Linked DNA regions of Mus musculus: all the other regions are linked to region 4. A link is a contact called in public promoter capture Hi-C data. All regions are on one chromosome and are shown on one strand. Each heading gives the region's core, a stretch centred on a gene start, on an enhancer-like site or on the middle of the called end of the contact. The rest is flanking DNA. Distances are from core to core; before and after follow the strand shown.

Region 1 (3,336 bases), core at 798-3,297, 2.4 Mb before region 4:
GTCGTCACCTCAGTCACCATACTCCTGTTCGCTGTCTTCTTCCTTTAATTACATCATTGGATGAATTCCACCTTCTCGTTTGCCAGGTTTTACTGATCTGCATCAGATTTCTATGAATCATACAGACAGATCAGCACCAGGGTTTCTAAGGTTTGCCCTTAGAAAATCTATGCCCAGTTTTTGTGCCCCATTCACATGGTATTTGTCCTTGTGATAGGTTAATAGGTAATGGAAATGTTCAAGGCAGTTCCTGGCTTTAATAAGTTAATAGTCTAGTATCTTGTTTTTGTTTCATAAGGCAGGTTCTTACAGAGCTCAGGCTGGCCTGGAATTCCCGATTCTTTTGTTTCCATCTACCATATGCTAATCCTGAAGGCGTGGGGACCACCGTGCCTAGTGAGTCTAGCAATTCCCACAGTGCTGGGGTGGAATATCAACTCAAATATTACAGGATTACTAACGATTCTTAGGATGTAGGTAATATCTCTCAAGTTGAAATTTAGTGTGCCTATAACATAATCTTTTATCCTCTTCAAGTGTCATTACATTCAACTTGTTCATTTTTTTTTAAACATATGTCTCTGCTCTCAATCCCTCAGTGGAAGCAGAGCCACAAAACAAAAAATGGACAACATTCTAAAACACAAAAGGAGCTTAGCTTTGGGATATTATTCAAAGTAAGTGGACGAGAGGTGTGGATAAGAGTTAAAATCTAGAGGCTGAGGTTTTGGTTTAGTCACCATCCCAAGAATGGCCGAGTTAGTACAATGTGACTGACTCTTTTTTATAGACTGTAAGTGTGTGTGTGTGTGTGTGTGTGTGTGTGTGTGTGTGTGTGTGGCTGTTACTGACCCCATTTTATACACAAGGAAATGGAAGCATAGTGCTCTGATACCTTCTTTAGGATGGGTTAGAAAAGTTGAGTGTTGCAAGAGAGAAGTCTGATCTCTAATGGTGCACACAGCCATTAACCCACGTTGTGTCTTGCTAACAGTGGTTTCCATTGCAGTCTACCCTCCCCTGGATCTGTGGGTTCTTCGTTTGTAGATTCAACCAACTAGAGATAGAGAGAATGAGACAGAGAGCGAGCGAGCGAGAGTGCTAAGTGCCAGCATTCGTGTGTCTCTCTCTGCTTCCTGATACCTTGTGCCAGCTGCCTCAAGCTTCTTCTACTGCTGTACTGAAGCACACCCTTAAACTGTGAGCAAAACAAACAAGCAAAACCCCAAAACCAAACCAAACCAAACCAAACCAAACCAAACCAAACCAAACCAAACCAAACCCCTCTTCCTTCTTTAACTGCTTTTCTTAGTATTTTTCGTTGCAGCAAGGAGACCAGCCAGTCAGTACACAACCTAGGACCTTTTTCTTTGGGTTGAAAAACAAAACAAAACAAAACAAAACAAAACAAAACACCCTAAAAATCAGTCAGGTGCGAGTAACTGGCACTCACGCTTCAAAACCAGCTCCAAGGCTCTAAAGCTTTTCTACCCTCCAAGCACGTACAAAATGCCCCACGGTTAAAATGTTGTTAATGTTAAATGTGTTGAAGATGTCTTGACTCCACGGGGCAGAGAGAAGAAAAATCTGTATCTGAGAGGTAAATGCTATTAAGTCACAGGGACTCAGGGACCACGATAAGGAGGGTGGGGGTACGTTAAATACCAGTCTGAGTCCCTGCAGGAAAGAGGCTCTCCAAGACTCACAAGAGGGCTACCACTTTTTTCTCCACCACTGTGGGCGCTGCAGGCTCATGCCAGAGACCAAGAACCTGGCAAACCCTAAGATTTTGTGGGGGATCCCCGGGCATCACTTCACCCTACTAAGCCATGCACTAAGAGCTAGTCTAAGACAGCAAGGGAAGGAAGAGGCGCGGCTTCCTCACGCTTCGGAGAGCGCCACGTCCCTCTTGGCTAGTTCTTCCAGAAGCGCCTTCGCGTAGGCGCGTCCCTGGACCAGTTCACCAATAGGAGTCCTCCGCGATCCGGAGCTGGACCAATTAGCGGCTGTGGGGGGAGGAGGCAGTCACCATGGCAACCAGGAGGCGGGCACGCATTAGGCTGTGGATCAGAGCAAGGCGGAGGGCCGTGGGCAGGGAAAACTGGTGTGCTCGCGGCGGGCATCAGTCGGCTTAGCCTCGCGCGCCGGGACCCTGCAGAGAAGGTCAGTGGCGCGGAGCAGGGTGTAGATCCCAGCCTCGAGGAGGCTGGACGGGTCACAGAAGAGAGGGCGCAGGTCTGTTCTTGCCCTGCCCATGGTTGTGGGCATGGAGGGCCGAGTTCTGGGCGGGCAAGGTTGGGGAGGGTCTCCCAGCTGAAGCCGGAGGCGTCGGGTCCACTCCACCACTCTTCTAGCTACAGAGCGCTTGAGCTTTTCTTCCGGGTGGGTAGCACGAGCAGGCAGAGTAGGTGCTGGACCCAGACTGGGGCGGGGTACGTGGGCGAGGGGCTCGCCCACTGGTGAGGTCTCTGGACCTATCGATTCCCGGCTGATGCTCCGCGCCCCCCCGCCCCCCTCCAGTTGTGGAGCAAAGCTAGGCCCAGGAACACAGCTCTTCCCCGGGGTATGTGAAACCAGCATCTGCCACTAAGGAGAAAGTTCCTGCCAGCTGTAGTATCGTTTGCCCCAAAGTGACAAATTAGGTGAAAGAGGATACATTTTGATTTAGGGGGAAGAGAAAGATGTTACTTTCTTGTTGCACCTGCTGAATGTTACCTCCGTGGGCTGGTGTGGTTATTGTGGTTGATACAGACAGCAGTCTTACCAGACAGTTATTTTGCAAAATCAGAAAGGGGTGGAGGGGAAGAGAATGAAAATGAACAGGAACCCTTGTTCTGATAATTTATACCTTTTACACGGGTTAATGTACCTTTTACACAATTGAATGCCGAGTGCTATCATCTAAGTTTCTTATTTAAGAAACTGTGGATAAATAATATACATTTTATCCCCCTCCCCAATCATCCTGATTTTGACAAAAGGCAGGAAAGTGGTGACTCACACAATATCAGCTGTTAGGGGAGCCTGAGGCAGGAGGATACGGGGCTTAAATGAAAATATTTGTTATAGTGAGTTACAGTTAATTTTGGGATTTCCCTACAGGAAAGCTTAAAATGTTGAGATGATTGTCCCAAAGAATTGTCAAGAGGTGATAGTATTCTACCAGGCATTTGGACCAGGGAGCCTTTGGCTATTTAAATTGCTTCTTAAGGTCTTCCCTGGCTGGTTTTGTTAAGAAACTGGACTTGAGTAATGCTCAGATTATTTTATCTTAGAAATTGTATCAGGAGTTTTCCCTCACATAAGCTGTGTTATGGTTCTATAAAACTCAAATTC
Region 2 (2,952 bases), core at 448-2,947, 2.2 Mb after region 4:
AGTTTCCACTGAAAATGTTGAAATTTAGCTCAGTGGAGGAAATAAAATCACCCTATTCCTTTTGGCAAACTGTTAGAAAATGAGTAGAGACGTTATTTTGGATACCTTGAGCTTATTTTGTGTGTGCTTACGTATGTCAGCCTGTTCAGGTGTGTATACTTATGTCTGTGGGTGTGCGGGCATGAGTGTAGAGATGTGTGTGGAAGCCAGAAGACAGCCTCAGTTGTGTTCTTTGGAATTATTTACTTTTGTTTTCCCTCAGAGGGTCTCAGTGTTGGGTAGGCCGGGCTAGTGAGGGAGCCCAGCTCTGCCTCCCCATCACTGAGCTGGTGAGTGTGTGCCACCAGGCCTGACTCTTTTATATTGTTCTAGTAACCCTCAGCTTGTACAGCAAGCACTGTACTGAGATATCTCCCCAGCTCCAACACCTGTTATTACTATTAGCATCAGAAGCTAACAATTACTATTATTATTATCATGATATTTTTGAGACAGGGTTACTCTATGTAGCCCTGACTGTCCTGGAACTTGCTCTGTAGACCAGGCTAGCTTTGAACTTAGAATCCGCTTGCCTCTGCCTCCCAGGTGCTGGGTTTGTGCCACCACTGCCCTGCCCAACATTTATTATTATAGAAAATGTCAAACGTACAAAAGTAGCACACAGACCCAGCCTTGCCTAGCGTTCATTAACTGGGGCTTGTTTCAGGTCTCCTCACTATCTCATCCCCTCCTTTTGTTATTATATCTGCAGACATTTCACAATACAGATGGGAAGATAAAGCTTTTCTCTAACTCCAACAAAGCTCTGTACAAAAGTAGTGTATAGTCATGGCAGACAATAGAGCAGTATAAGACATCACCGTGGTTCCTCAGCCAGAAGAGCCACTGTTAACATTTAGGAATAATTCACTCACTCCTCCTCCCCGTGCCCCATCTCCCCTCCCTCTGCATTTCTCCTTTCCTTTTCTTGTGTGTGCTGGAGAGTGAACCCAGACCCTTACATATGCTTGGCAAGTCCTCCACCATTAGGCTACTCTACCATGTATTTACAGATGAGAAAAAAATTAATTACAAGAACATTGGCTCCATTTGTTGCCCTGCAATCCAGATTTAGTGGACAAATCTTAGATTATTTAAACTATGATGAAATAAATAACTTTTATAGTGCTAGAACAGGTAGAGATAGAATTTAAAGATTAGTTATTTTATCAGGTGACTTTTCTCTAGGTCAAGTTACAGCTTTAAATCCAAGTTCTTTTCAGCCTTTAGAAACATTGTGCTATGAAAGTATTAAGCTAATATTGTACAGTGTACATTAGTCCAGAGCTTGCCTGTGTGGGAATTGACTGAGTGACTAGCACAAGTGGTCACAGATTCTCTCTGGTGAGATGTGCTCAAAGCAGCATCAACAACCAAGGGCCGGTAGGAAACCTTTCTTCAGCTATGCTTTAGTACCTAATTCTGTGGGAGAAGTGACCTCCTCCAGCCCCCGACTTACTGTAGTGCTGCCTTCTTAAATTATGTGCTAAGAGCTTAAGTACACAGATAAGGCGAGAAGCAGCGGTCACTTAATGAGCTGGAGAAAAGGAAAGCTTGACCTTCTTACCGACTTGGAAAAGGATCAGGCTGATCTCTGGCCGGAGGCGGCTCCTGCGTGCACTCACGGGGCCCATCTCTGCTGCATGTGCCGCCTTCTCCACTTTTCTCCTTTCAGAAAGGAAGAAGTAAAGAGAGGAACTCATATTAAGGAAGCACAAGCAGGAACTTTTAGAAATTGTGTAAGAATGGTTTGTAATAAGTTTCACCATTTAGAGTTGAGATTTCAGTCTAAGCGTGCGTGTATGTTAGAAACTGCCATGGGCATTTGATATTCTTTGTGGAGCTTGCAGGAGGTCAGTACTCCTCAAGCAGAGCCTGGCATTTTAGAGTGCTCTTACTGATGTGCTCCACTGCAGAGGGCCTCTCAGGGCCAGAAACTGTTAGACGTGAGCAGCAGCAGCAGAGGCCATGTTTCCTGTAGTCCTGGGAGAAAAACCCAGGGAGTGACCAGAGCATCCGGCATGGTAAAAAGGTACACAGCTGCTGTTAAGCTTGTGCGCCTGGCTTGCATTGAAAGATTTCTTGGTGTTGATAAGCAAAATGGCTATGTCCCTTGGTGCTTGCTTTGGGTCTGAGTCACACACAGCACCCCCTCTCCCCCAGCCTTTACTAGTCAAGTGGTTCTTTGTAAGTATCAGGAACTCAGCTGATCAGCAAAAAGAGACTTGTTAACAGGACTTGAAGTGGCTCCTGGAGTCTCAGAAGGCCTGGAGAACCATGTGAACTCCAGGTCAAGAGGAGCTTGAGTCACACTGGGAAACTGGTCTGATGATGGGTACTACGTGCTGCAAATTCTGTCATTAGCACCCACTCATCAGCCCACCTCCCTAGCCACTTGATATTAGTGCTTGCACTTGGCAAAAAGCCTTGTTTTATTCTGGGTCACCAGCTCATTCCAGTCTTGGCAACAGGCTAAGGTGTGGCACCGGTACCCTGCTTCAAGGAAGCCCAGAAAAGCAGCTTCCCCGCCCTCCAAGAACGAACTCCCCTGACAGGGAGAGAATGCAGTGCTGGCCACTGAAACGTGTGTACTCTTCCCTTTCCCCGTGCTCTATCACACGCTGCATCAGAAGCCTCACTATGAATTTAGTGGCATGTCACCACAGCCTCTAAGAGCACACCTAAGTGCACTTTTGGCATTGTCTGTTTGTAGTCAGAGTGTGGCTTGCAGGGAACAGACCTGGCCTGCTTCCCACAGCCCAGGCTCCTACTGCCCATAGGCTTGGAAGGGATTGACAGATGACTTAGGAAATGGGTCAGCTTCTCCTGAAAAGCACTTGTGTTTCTGTGGATAGAAATTTCTCATGAGCCTATTTTAATTTTAAGCCAGGCAACTTCTAGACAGGAAGTTGA
Region 3 (3,218 bases), core at 712-3,211, 2.8 Mb before region 4:
CAAGTCTGTTCAAATAATACAGTATGTTATTCTGAGGTTTGATTTGCTCCATGATGTTTTATGATAACTTGAACACATAGCCATCCAGATGTGCCACAAATCTGGTGAATAAAAAGCACATTAAAATTTCCTGGACTTTTATCTATTACTAAAGTTAAAATTATTTAATATTTACTAACCTTAATAATAATCCTCTTCATCTTAGAGTCACTTAGCTATCTTTAAGTAGCTACTGGGCCATCTTATTTTGCCAGTAACATTAAGAGTTCTAAATTGTGCTTATTACAATTTTTCAAATCTATTTGAAGTGAATTATAATCATCCTACTTTGTTACCTCGATGGAATTCCATTGTAATTGCATTTATAAAAGTTAAATAAAAACTAAGTAGGGTCATGAAGTTAGTAGGTAAAATATTTTAATTTTAGTGACTAAAAAACCACTTCTAAAAATATTTTCTTCATGGGTTTTTTTTTTTCCTTTATTGTGGTTTAACACAGAAATAAGAGATTAGTTTGTTTTGGTTAGGCTTATTAAATATAGCTCTAACCGTATTTTTATATAATTTATTTAAAAGCTAGTCTCTGCTTCAAAAATAAAGGAATTGGATCTATGACTGCATAAATTAAGAAACTGTCTTCCCTGTGTGCATAGCTCTAAGTCCTGATGTTTGGGATAGGGGCGGGGGGTGGGGTACTGTTTTTATTTTATTTTTATTTTTTATTTTTATTTTGAGAGGAGGTCTTACTATAGACTCGGCTGACAAACCACACATTACTTAGAAGAGGATGATCTTGAATTTCTTATCTTCCTTCACCACCTCCCAGACACTAGGTTCACAGGCATAGTCAGGTTTCACTTTGGGCACAGTTCTATCAGTGGTTCATCGTCATCTGAAATGTAGTTCAACTAGAGTAACTGCTGAGCACAGACACTGACAGGTGTCTCATAGACCACTCGGTATGGGGACTTAAGACTAGCCATGTACTGTTGTCATACTATTTGTTTATACTTGAAAAAAAAATCTTTTTAAAAATCAAGGCTGGAAGTCTTCAGAATGAGTAAGGGCAAGAAAGTCATCCTGACAGTATGTCAGGTTCACCTGTGGATGCAAATTCAGCTATAACATACAGAAGTTTATCTTCAGTATCTGAACACTGGACTACAAGATCTTGCAGGAAGCTTAGTTGGGGCTGGAAAGGGAGCAGGGAAATGAGGAAAAGGGAACTAGAAACAAGATTGCAAATGGGAAGGGCAGCGAATGTATCCATCCTAAGGGGGCGGGGTGGGGGTGGTCTCTTGCAACTAGACTGAGGAGACAGTTGAAACAGGTTGAGACTGCTACTGTATTGTAACTTTAAAGGGGTTTATTATATAGGAAACTTACCCCCCACCCCCACCCCAAGAAAAATAATAAAGATACAGGATTTTTTTTTGGCAGACAGACTTCAGTCGATGAAGTTTCAAATAATATCTACCTTAAAAAGGGATCAGAGAGTTGGGTCACTCTTATCTAGAATACACTAAGCCCAGTGGAAAACGGTCCACAATTCCTGAGGGGTGGAGCTGTTTAGAAAAAAAACGAAAAACAAAACAGCCAATTAACAAGCCTTCAGCTTCACACTGAACTCTATTCAGTAAGAAAAGAAAGGAAGGAAGGAAAGGAAGAGAATGAAGACGTTAGAATATCCCGTGTGAGCAGTAGAGACCACACATTAGGCTGGGGGAAGAAGCCATGTTTTAGGTTTTTGTCTTGGGCCGAGAACTTGTATTCAAAAAGCCTCAAACATTACACTTAAGTCTATGTGTTTAACTATGATGAATGTGTTTACTAACAGGGCAGAACCTCACACACACAAAAAGGCGAAAACCCACTCTAGGTCTGTCTGTGGCAACGAAGCTCTCCGCCAACGATCACCACCATACCCATCCACGGGAAAGCTCCCTCTACACGCCGAAGAAAGCGTAGCCTCCGAGGGCTCTCCCGCCACGCCGCGCGAGATGCTTCGCTCGGCCTCCTGGGAAATGTAGTTTAAGTCACTGAAGACGGCTTAGTCAGGCCAGTAAAGAGTGAGTCCAAAAAAACTACAACTCCCGGTGTGCTCCAGGGTGACGAGCGGCCGCAGCAGTGACGACTGTAGCGGTGAAGGGCCGGAGGGGGCTCTGCGTTCTGGAGTGGCGCTGCTTGGTCCGGCGGCTGGGTGAGGGCTGCTGGTGTCGCGTTTGAGGAGAACTGCGAGTGTGTTTGGCATATCCCCGTCAGGATCCCAGCTACGATGAGTGCTGCCCGGGAGTCTCACCCGCACGGGGTGAAACGTTCAGCCTCCCCCGACGACGATGTAAATAACAATGGATGAGGGTTGAGGCCTAGTGAAGGCTGGGGTAGGCCGGGAAGGGTGGATGGAGGAAGAAGCGCCCGAAGGAAGGGGGCGCAACGAGGGATGTCTTCCTTTTCCTACTAGAATCTGAAGGATTGAAGAGGCCCTGAGCTGAGATACAGAGACCTGCGTAGGAACGGGGGTTGAGGAAGGAAATCCTGAGAAGGGTCGAAAAGGAAAAAGAGCTTAATCGAGATGTCTTTGCGTTTTGGGAAACCGGTGAAGCTCATTTCTTAGTCATTTCAGGATAGATATGTCATAGTCCTGACATTGGTCTAAAACGCTCCTCTGGCAATCGCGAAATGTTCAGTCACATTTGGACAAATTTTCCAGCCCGAATCCTTTTTTGCAGTGTACTGGTAATTGCTGCCCTAACTACACCATTCTTAATAAACAGAGACCAATATTAAGCCGAAGATTGTGGTAGACAGTTTGGGGATGGAATAATGGCGAGGTCAGAGGGAGTGAGACCCAGAAGCGCATTTTGATGTCAGATACCTTTTTCCTGCCCTCTCATGCCTTCAGCTCATCAGTTTAAATAATAAACTGTCCCTTATTAACCTGTTCAGTACTGACTACAATGCCAGATACTGGAATTGAAGATTAATAAAGAGGATGCTTATATTTGTCTTAGCTCTAGCATAGTGTTTAGAAACTGCAGGTAACTTGTAAAATTAGGTTCTTCTATAATGAAATCCCTTGGAAACATTGATGGGGAAGTTGGTGGGAAGGGGACATGAGGAAGTCATCTTTGAGACAGATGAAAGCTGGTCTCGCTTATTCATACACTGTCAGCTTCAGAATTGTAACTTTTAGTGCAGTTTGACATCTTTCATAAGTC
Region 4 (3,219 bases), core at 249-2,748:
CCGGAGCCAGAGGCAGGCAGATTTCTGAGTTCAAGGCCAGCCTGGTCTACAAAGTGAGTTCCAGGACAGCCAGAGCTATACAGATAAACCAAAAAAAAAAAAAAAAGAAAGAAAGAAAGAAAGAAAGAAGATGCCCCCACAGACATGTATAATCTTATACACCAATATTATGGTGGCATTTTTCTCAACTCCATAATATTGAACATGGTTTTCCAGTTTGACCAATAGGATGGTAGAGTCAACCCTTGAGGCAGAAGTGGAGGGTGACTGGGCAGCTGGATGAAACAGCTGCCTTGATATAACTCACTCAGCATGTGTACTGTAGGGCTGAGGCAAGGAAGTCACTCTCGCCAACAGAGACGACATAAACAGGACTTCAGGGATGATAATTAACAAGAAAACATAACTGGGCCTCAAGACATACTGACTTTTAGAGGACATAGGAAGGGGACTCACAAAGGAGAGAAAGATACAAGTCCCGACAGGCCAGTATCAAGTAAGACCATGATGATTCTACAGGATTAGGGCCAGTGATCACGAAAAATAACCCGGACAAAAAGGTCCCAGGCGTCAGCTTAACCCACTTCTTTGTTTTGCCACTCAGCCAACAGCAACATACTCTTTTCCATCCCTTTAACTGTACTTCACTCGCGAGAAGTGGAACCGAACCTACACTGCATCACCTGCAAACACAAGCTTTCTTCAAAAGCGCCTTGTTTTTGAGACAAAGTTTGACTACGTCGCTAGGGCTGATCTGCATCCCGCGTGCCGGGGTTATAGACGTGGGCCACTATGCCCAGTGTGAAGGCACTCTTAAATTCCCGCGGCAGCAGTGGATAGGGTTAGTGTGACCAATAAGCCTCACAGGCCTCGGAGACTGTAACTCACTAGGTCTCAAAGTCAACAAGGTGCAAAACACGGACTCGAGCCAGAGGAGCGTGTGCTGCCCTCACCAACCGCAGGCTGCTTGCTAGCCAGGATCATCCCCATGCCTACTCCAAGGCGGGACGGCTTGGAGAGAAACCGAGGGCTGCAGGCGAGTTGGGGGTGACTTATCTTTGTTTTCCTCTCCCCCAGCGTGCAGCACCTTCCTCGGGGCCCCGCACAAACCACCCGCACTCACCTGGTTCGCTAGCAGGCCAAGCGTCCCCGCGTGAGCAGCCGCGCAGCCGCGATCCGGAAGTCAGCTTCGACTTTCTGGCCCGCCCCCTCGAAATCCTTCTCCTTCCGGGTCGCGGCCTCCCGGTGCCCTGGGTTGCTGTAGAAACCGCGTCCATGGCGGCGCCGAGACTTGTATCCAGCCGCAGCGTGCTGCGTGAGGAGGCGAGCGGCTCCGCGGATTCGCCGATCACTACGCGCACGCCGGTGCCCGCAGTGTCGCCCGGGTCTCCCGAAGTGCTCGTGTCACCCCCGCAGGTCGTCGAGCCGCCGGGGAAGAGCCTATGGGATCAGATCTGCGAGGGTAGGCGCCCCGCCGCTGGTCGGGCCGGGCGGGACGCGGGCGGGACCCGCCGGGACGCGCGTTCCAAGCCTCTGTGCGCCAGGCGGGTGACGCGCGCGGGCGGAGGAGCCGAGCCTTAGGCCCACACGCGGAGAAAGAGGTTGGCGTATGTCTTGGATTCCGGTGCGACCTCAGGCAACAGGCTCGCAGAAGGAAACCCGGTCAGAGAGTTGCGTAGTGTGAAGCTTCAGGGTAGAGACCCGGACCGCCCGCAGATCGCCCGAGGAAGCAGGGAATGAATGAACTCTGTAGACAGGCTCCGGTGATACTCAGGAAGTATTTTGGTGTGGACAAATAGATTTTGATCTCCACTTGCCCCAAAGCCTTTCTGAAGCCCCACAAGCAGGCTAGATCACTTGTTCCTTTGTAGCCCACGAACCTTGGTCATGGGGTCTTGTAATAGTCGTACAGCGGGCATAACAATGGTACCTATGTCGTGGTGTTAGGAGGTAGAACCACGTAGTCACAGATCCTAGGTTACAGGAAGAGTGTTAGTTTTCCTTCATTCCAAAGCCTCCAGATCTCAAAGGCAAGAGACACAGATTCATTCATAATAAGTCCGCTGTCTATCCCTTCTCCCTTTTCTCTCGCCTTTTTGGACTACAGACTGGCTTCCAGCTGAGTATCCTCCTGCCTCAGCCTTCCAGCTACTGAAAGATTTTCATTCTTGTGGCATTGGCTGTCCAATACAACACTAATAGAACGTTCAATAATCTGTGCTGTTAAATGGGTTTGGGGTGTAATTTGGGACTGGCAGACTAGAAGAACCAAATTTCTTATTTTACTTAATTTTGATAAATTTAAATAGCAATATTTATGGAATAGTTCCAGGTCAGTAAATGTTTCGTGAATGGAAACAGTGAATTTGTCAGTGTATAGAGGGAAAAATGGTGACTTGGAAGAAGTGGTGAGTTCAGAGGAAGAAGAGAAGAGTCAGTCAGTCCTCCCAGACCACAGGGCTTGCATTACTCCTTCCCTGTAACCTTTGCTTTAGAGAAAAGGTTTCACCCTGATGTTCTTGTAAGTTCTACCCTTAGGGTCCTTACCCGAGGAACTATCTGCAGCAATATTCAGGTGTCTATATACTTACTGTCTTTCACCCAGAGGATTCACTTTTCCAAGCCAATAGATCTTCATAGTACAGTTTATTGTATAGTTTGATACTTTTCTTATTGCTGTGAAAAATATCTGACAAAAGCAACTCAGAGACTTATTTGGGCTCACAGTTTGAGGATATGGTACATCATCCCAGTGGGGGCTCCTGGCAGCCGGTCCCGTTTGCATCCACAACTAAGAAACAGAGATGGATTCTGGGGCTCAACTCACTTCCTTCCTTTTATTCAGTCCAGGACCACTAGCCCACAGCAGTGTTGCTGCCCCGTCAAATTGGTAATATCACAAGTAGTACTGGGGAAGGTGCTCTTTGAGGGGGATAATTCCTACCTCACAGGGCTGTAGTGGGAACCAAGTGAGATAATGAGAAGATGCTCTGGACTTTGAAAGGCTCAATACATGGTCATAAATATTGATACTTTTTTTTGTCTTTTCTTGTGGAATCAGTTTCTGTGGGGTGTGTTATACCTGGATAAAAGCAAGGACAAAGGGTTTTAGTGCTCTCTGAAAAGCAAGGGAATTGATGTCACTTACAAAATAATAGCTGTTGAGCAATGGGGGTAGAGATGACCTATTTTATACAAGGCCACTGTGACTTCAACCTA

The links. Promoter capture Hi-C pulls out the DNA fragments that hold promoters and counts their contacts.
Region 1: a promoter capture Hi-C map of pre-B cells shows a contact between it and region 4, with 5 times the contacts expected there. The contact joins the promoter of Nucb2 here to the promoter of Knop1 in region 4. A contact is called at or near these places in 1 of 39 promoter capture datasets (pre-B cells) and 1 of 9 other capture datasets (adipose tissue).
Region 2: a contact with region 4 is called in a promoter capture Hi-C map of liver, with 2.7 times the contacts expected there. The contact joins the promoter of Igsf6 here to the promoter of Knop1 in region 4.
Region 3: a contact with region 4 is called in a promoter capture Hi-C map of pre-B cells, with 6 times the contacts expected there. The contact joins the promoter of 1700003G18Rik here to the promoter of Knop1 in region 4. A contact is called at or near these places in 2 of 39 promoter capture datasets (the 3T3-L1 cell line and pre-B cells) and 1 of 484 Hi-C or Micro-C datasets (CD4 T cells).

Annotation. Positions count from the first base shown.
Region 1 is chr7:116,502,322-116,505,657 of GRCm38.p6, forward strand. Nucb2 (nucleobindin 2) reads left to right here and starts at 2,048. Exons shown (of 14, transcript NM_001130479.2): 1 at 2,048-2,163.
Region 2 is chr7:121,072,833-121,075,784 of GRCm38.p6, forward strand. Igsf6 (immunoglobulin superfamily, member 6) reads right to left here and starts at 1,698. Exons shown (of 6, transcript NM_030691.1): 1 at 1,607-1,698. The coding sequence starts at 1,673. The region is part of intron 4 of Mettl9 (methyltransferase like 9); the gene reads left to right.
Region 3 is chr7:116,091,188-116,094,405 of GRCm38.p6, forward strand. 1700003G18Rik (RIKEN cDNA 1700003G18 gene) reads right to left here and starts at 1,962. Exons shown (of 4, transcript NR_029433.1): 1 at 1,875-1,962. 1110004F10Rik (RIKEN cDNA 1110004F10 gene) reads left to right here and starts at 2,193. Exons shown (of 5, transcript NM_019772.2): 1 at 2,193-2,338. The coding sequence starts at 2,276.
Region 4 is chr7:118,854,500-118,857,718 of GRCm38.p6, forward strand. It overlaps Knop1 (lysine rich nucleolar protein 1), which reads right to left and starts at 1,499. Exons shown (of 5, transcript NM_023197.3): 1 at 1,124-1,499. The coding sequence starts at 1,277. It overlaps Iqck (IQ motif containing K), which reads left to right and starts at 1,253. Exons shown (of 9, transcript NM_001374605.1): 1 at 1,253-1,462. The coding sequence starts at 1,276.